Regions from separate parts of the Sus scrofa genome. Here region 2 is linked to region 1. A link is a contact called in public HiChIP or PLAC-seq data. All regions are on one chromosome and are shown on one strand. Each heading gives the region's core, a stretch centred on a gene start, on an enhancer-like site or on the middle of the called end of the contact. The rest is flanking DNA. Distances are from core to core; before and after follow the strand shown.

What was found. HiChIP or PLAC-seq counts read pairs in DNA pulled down with a chosen protein or histone mark.
Region 2: an H3K27ac HiChIP or PLAC-seq map of skeletal muscle shows a contact between it and region 1. The contact joins two enhancer-like sites. A contact is called at or near these places in 1 of 47 Hi-C or Micro-C datasets (subcutaneous adipose tissue) and 1 of 2 datasets of contacts at active chromatin or transcription factors (skeletal muscle).

Annotation. Positions count from the first base shown.
Region 1 is chr1:137,476,106-137,479,146 of Sscrofa11.1, reverse strand. All of the region lies in intron 2 of IGF1R (insulin like growth factor 1 receptor), which reads left to right. Among named protein-coding and RNA genes, the nearest start is that of PGPEP1L, 170 kb to the right of the region's middle. Within about 2 kb of position 1,581, at least 47 of the 83 cell types and tissues checked have an H3K27ac peak or open chromatin away from gene starts, as enhancers often do. A contact at or near this core is called in skeletal muscle and subcutaneous adipose tissue, where this site is marked.
Region 2 is chr1:137,824,694-137,827,862 of Sscrofa11.1, reverse strand. No RefSeq gene overlaps it. Among named protein-coding and RNA genes, the nearest start is that of SYNM, 29 kb to the left of the region's middle. Within about 2 kb of position 1,867, at least 59 of the 83 cell types and tissues checked have an H3K27ac peak or open chromatin away from gene starts, as enhancers often do. A contact at or near this core is called in skeletal muscle and subcutaneous adipose tissue, where this site is marked.

The DNA.
Region 1 (3,041 bases), core at 332-2,831:
TTTTCTGGGAGGGCAGTTATGAATGACATGAAGCAGGAAAAAAAATGTAAAAGCTAAGCAATCTCAAATATGAATGTTATTTGAAACATCATTGCCATTTTTCCCTTCAGAGGAGGTGAAGGAGAAGGGAGGAGATCTCAAATGACCAAAAAAAAAAAAAAAAAAAAAAAAAAAAAGTCCCATTAACTTTGGTCCTGGCTGCAAGTGTCTCTTGCTTTTGAGGACTTAACGAGGACACAATTAGAGAGCTGACTCAGGCACAGCCCTGAATATTTTGGACAGGCTAGGAAGGCTTATGCCACCATAAGAAATTTCATTAATAGTATGAAATTTTATCTCTGAGCTTTTTAAACTGTAATTGAAAGGGGTGCTCAAGATACTGTTTTCTTCTTTCAGAATATACACTAATAGTGACAATACAAACATTTAGGAGGACCCCCCCCCATTTAATTAAATTTCAGCAGCCCAAAATCAGATTTGCATGAAGAAATCATTATTTTGAATTTCCCATTACCAAACGATTAAAATTACTCTTTAAAGAGAGGGTTTTAAAAAAATAGCTATTTGATTCTTAACTACCTAAGTGACCTTTTTTATTCTTTTTATTTATACCTTAAAAGAATAAAAAACTATTTCTACTCAACTATAATGTTTTATTAAAGCTCATGCATCTCTTTGAAAGAACTGTGAATGACTACAGTTTTTAATATCCTGCAGTCCACTCCAGTTTGTAATTGTACTTTGACAGACAAGATCATGCTAGGTACACTGAGCTCCATATGGCCTTCATTTTAGCTCACTGATACTTATAACTTCTCAAAAATTAAATTTTAAGAGTTTGAAATGTAACTGTTATATTAGGAAAAGAGAAAAAAACTTCAAGCATCCTAAACCATACATGCTTAGTGGGCTGGGCTGTCAGGTCACTCACATTTGCAGGACCAAGTAGGTATTTTGACGGTAGAATTGATAATACTGAATTAGTTTGGATGCTAAATATGTACAGCTTTTATAGTTGTGGTTGCACAGAAATCAGAAGACTACTTTGTACCAAGATTCTTTTGTGTTTACAGTTTCTTGGTGAATGTTTTAAGTTTGGCTCAGAGCACAGTGAGATAGCTAACATTTATTTCTGTCATTTCTAGTCCCCAATCTCGATGTTAGAGTAAGTCCCAATAGAGCGGTTAAAAATTCTTGGAAGTGGACATGCAAAACTCCCCCTCAGATCGTTGCTGCGCCGGCCTGGCTGACTGGAGGAGGGGCTCAGCAAGTGTTAAGTCTAGAGAGTGGGCGGGGCCATCTGACGGCGCTCTTGCCACGCCCACCTCCACGTCACGTGGTCTCCAGACACCACACGTGGGAAAGCGGTCGGAAAAGGGAGCGGGCGGGTGTGGCATTTGGGTTTTGAAAGACTTCCTCAGCTCCCTGTTTTTTTTGTTGTATGGCTTTTGTTTTTCCTAATTTTAAAAATCCCAAAAGCTGAAAACATGTAAACGGTTTCTCATTTGTCTCCAATCATGTAATCTAAACCTCTTGCTGGTTCAAGTTTTTCCACGGAAACATGGTTTGAATCTTGTGGTTCGATCGCGATAGCACAGTGTGAAGCCACGCCGCCTCCCTCGGGATGTGTCCTGGTGCTGCTGGCTAGTGTTTTTCGCGTGTTGGCGATCCACGTTATGTTGGAAAAATAACTCGTTCTGAAGAATTTCCGTACAAACCCTAGTTTCTTCTTAAGGATAGTTAAGTTTTGATAGAAAACCGGCTGTCCTAAAGTAAGAGAGTGCTCAGACGTCCGACCTGGCGGCGCTTTCCAGAGGGAGGAGCCTCTGGGTAGATGGTAAGCAGAGGTCACCCAGGTTCAGGTTCGCTGCTAAGGTACTTAGCAGCGGGGCAAAATTTTAAACGAAAGTAAAAGATTTAAATGTGATTGCGAAAGAGAAAAACTAACATGGAGAGAGGGTGTTCATTCTCAAACTAAACTCAAGTCGTAATATTCTGGGTTCACGCCCAAATACACACTCCGGTTGGAGACAAAAACTGATCGCAACAGCGCTTGATGCTCACGGCATCCACTGACGGACGCCGCTGCCAGTGCCTCCACCCCCCGCCCGCATGCCACCCTAGGCACACGTACCCTCTGAATTTCCTGGCACCCAGTAAATGCATATTCTAATTTAAATCTTCTCAGCGCTCTCATTTCTTCCCATTTCGCGTGGGAATTTAAGATTTCCTTCAGTTTGCTTTCTATTCACCTTCATTAAAATGCAATAAAGCAAAGGAGTTTATTAAGGGCGATCCCACTGTATAGAGACAATTTAGTGAGAAGAAGAAAGGCTCCAAAGATTAAACCTCATCTTAAAAATCGGAAACAGACTCTTGTTATTAATAACTTTGAAAATGGAAATCCAACTTTTGATAAATTATTTCAGAGGAGTAATTCTGGGGAACAGACATTTAGTAGGTAACTCTGTGTCTGGTCATCAATTACAGTGATTTCCTTGCATCAGCTCCAGAAAATCAGAATATTCATGAGCTTTCCGGTCGGACTCAGACCTTCAGGAGCCTTGAAATTTTCCTGTTGGGATGAGAGGAAGTGCTGTCGGTGTTTTTGGCAGCTGGGTGAAACCAGAAAAAGATAAGCAGAGGAGTGGGATGATGTCCATTGGTTTGGTCCCATCATCCCGCTTTTAATTTGTGAAATTTAAAGTTTAAAAAATCATGTTAAGTGTGTGATCCTTTTTAGAATTCACTGGGTCTGTTGAGGAAGTGGTTTTGTTTTTGTGAGTTTGTTTAAACAAATGACTGAGGTTTTTGTTTTTCACTCTGTCTGGCGAGGCAGCATTGCTACACTTTTTTAAATTCATGAAATAGTGACCAATGAGCCTGTTCTTTAGCACTCCTCTCCTTTTGTGATGGGAGGACAAGGAGGCAGACACCAATGGCGCCTCTCACAATGGAGGTTTGTTTGTTTATTTTTTTAATTTAATGGAGGGATTGTAGATGGCTTAAAATTTCCTTGTGCCAAGACAGAGAAAGGAGGA
Region 2 (3,169 bases), core at 618-3,117, 350 kb before region 1:
CTCCGTTCTGGAATTTACAGTTTAGCTGGTAACATAGGTATGTGCTCACGTAGCTGAATATCTGTCTGGACACAAGTTCTCACACGTAAGGAGTGTGGGAAGCTCTAATTTCCAATGTTACAGATCAGGAAAGGCTTTCGGAGATATAGTGGGATGTGAGCCCAGCCTTGACAGTGATCTCAAGTGTGTGTGTACATATCAAGAAATGTTATTTCCTTTATCCATTTATTTTTAAAAAAATGAAATAGCTTTTTTTCTGTTTAAAGACACATTAAAACATGTTGTTGATTCATTAGCATTGAATGCATGGCAACAGAACTGAAACTCATGCCTGAATGACGTTTATCTAACACATATTTTCTCCAGAAGGCACACCATAAAATAGCTCTTTTATTGGAAAATAACCCACATTCATTTCCCGAAAGGGCTCAACAACATTCGGAAAACATACCTGTGAAGTGAGCCACCTGTAACCCCACCACCCACAGGTGACCACAGTTAGCACTGCCACAAGCGCCCTTCTGCACAGCTGTGCGATCCTGTTATACACGCCGTTGTGTAACCAGCTGTTTTCACTCAATAATATGTCATGGACATTTTTCCATGCCAATTATTCCCAATCTACATCACTATTTAAGTGGCTGGAGAGTATTCCATTATACGGATGTACTCTAAATTAATCAAATCCCCATTGATAAACATTTAGTGTTGCGGTCAAGGGCACAGACTCAGGAGCTCCACAGTCCAAGCATAAATCCTGCCTCTACCACTCCCCAGCTGGGTGATTTTGAGTGAAAACCTAACTTTTGATTGCGGGTTCCTCCTCCATAAAACAAGGGTATTAAGAATACCTACTGCAGCAGAATGTTGTAAGTAGATATTTATAAAACATTTATAACAGTTTCCAGCACATAGTAAATGTTCAGTTAAGGCCAACTGTTGTTGGCAACATTACCAGGGCTGTGACCATCAGCGGAATTCATATTCTCTTTACTTACTTAGAATAAAACTTAGAAATGGGAGGAAGTAGTTAAATGGTAAACATTTAAAATCCTGGTAAAAATCATCCAATTTCCCTCCAGAAATATCCCCACCGTCATGGAGGACCTGGGGTTGGTAGGAGGCTCTGAATGTGTACAGCCACTGCTCCTGGCCCAGAGCACTGTCACCCTCCAAGTCACGGCGAACCAGCCAGTGAGGTCTCCCGCCTCGCCCAACCTTCTGGGTGGCATTCTGGAACGCCGGGCAGGAGGAAAATCAACAGCAAGTCAGGTCAGACTCTCTCCCTTTGATTTCTAGAAGGAAAACTAGAGTTGAGGCCATATTCAAAAATATAGGTCAAATCTTGGTTTCTGTGGTTACCAAACACTGTCAACCACCAGTGACTCCCTCCCTCGGGGGCGATGCCAGGGTTCCGAGGCCTGGCCGCGGGGCCTGGCTCCCCTCCGTCTGCGCCCCCCGCCCCGCCAGGGCCCAGAGACCCGCCCTTCTGCGGCCCCACAGCCCTGAGGGTCTGCGGGGAGTGCGGCAAGGGGGCGGGGCCCGCGGGCACCCTGCCCTCCACTCCTTGGGGTGGGGGCAGCGGCTTGGCAGTGCTACCGATGGGGTTCGGGGTCCCCGGGACGGCTGCCCTGCCCAGTCGCCCGCCCGGCTCTCCACGCCTGCGGAGGCAGGGAGCGCCCCGCCTGGGCACGGGCCGTGCCCGCCCGGAGGAGGGAGGAGGCCGGCCGCCACAGGAACAATGTGGTCGGTTGTTTTGCGGACTGTCAGCCTCGTTCCTGCATTCTCCAATCCACGCCCCTTGGCCTAACCGCCACAGGCCCAGCACGCTGAGGGAAGAGCCCCCTTATTTGGTCTTGGAAAGAAAGGGGAAAGGTTATCCTCAGATGCCTGCGGCGTTGGGTCATCGGCCGGCAGTTTTTGGCCCGCTCCCGGGAGCAGGGCCGACTCCCGCCGGTAGGTGGCGGTGCCAGGCAGCACCTCGCCGAGACGCCCGAAGTGGTAAACAAACCCGCAGGTTCCGGTACCTTGGCCTCGGGGTCTTCTTTTGTGTGCGCGCTGGGAGAGACTTGGCCCGGGGAGGCGGGGGAGGAAGGAGGAAGAGAGGGAGAAGAAGAAGAAAACAAAGCCTTTTTTAATGCTGCAGTCCGGCTTTCGAAATCGGAAAATCGGCTTCAGTTTGAGGGTGTGACTGCCGTTGTGGATTTCATGTGAACCCTCGGCGGGTGCACGATGGGATGCGGGCTTCAGGTTCACGGTCAGCTGGGAGGTCGCGATGCAAATTCCTTTAAGGACTTTAATAAGGTACTAGGTGAGGATTAGTACGAGCTTGGATGCTCATTTCTTTCCTACCCCGGCCCCTCCCACACTCTCTCCTCCTGCCTGCCATTGCCAGCCTCTCAGGTGAGCTGGGGAGGTGAAGTGAGCCACCTGCCTTCTCCCGGCGGGAGCAGGACGCTAGCGGAGGTTCCCAAGCACTAAGCACGTGCAGACCAGCACTTGCTCACCTTCGTTGCTGACCCTCAAGCCAGGAGTCATCCTCGCCTGTTACTCGGAGTTCCGAGAGAATAAGGTCACACGGACAGCAAGGGGCAAAGCTGAGATTCGAACCCCTGTTCTTCACACTTCAAAGCCAAGGCTTGTCCTACAATGAAGGGTACCTCACCTCTCTAGTGCCTCCTCCACATAAAGCTCTTGTAACGTATATTATTGTCCAAAGTTCTTTAAAAAGAACCAAAACATTAACGGGATTTGAATTTTTTCAGCAAAACAAAGCACAAGCCACTACCTTGTGGAGGTGACTCTGGTTGGGTGAACCTGCTTCCCCAGGTCGGAAGGGGACTGGAAGTTAGGAAGCCATGGGGCTCTGGGGCTTCTGCTTTAACTGATTACACAGGCTCTGGGGCAGCGTCCTGTGAGGCTCGGAAAAGGGGCCCGCCAGGCGGAAAGCTCTGCTAACTTTTATTTTCTATTTTAGGCAAGTTGCAGACAGCCCTTTTGTTTGGCTGAGCGTCCCATATGCTCAGGTCTCTGCCCGTTGCTTCTTCTGCCTCCTGAGAATGGGGGAGGGGGGAACCAATAATTTTCACTTAGAAAACCTGTTTTGGGTTTCTTCATCTGGAAAGAAATTAATTTTCCAAGTCACACAATTCTAGGCAACTATTTAAAA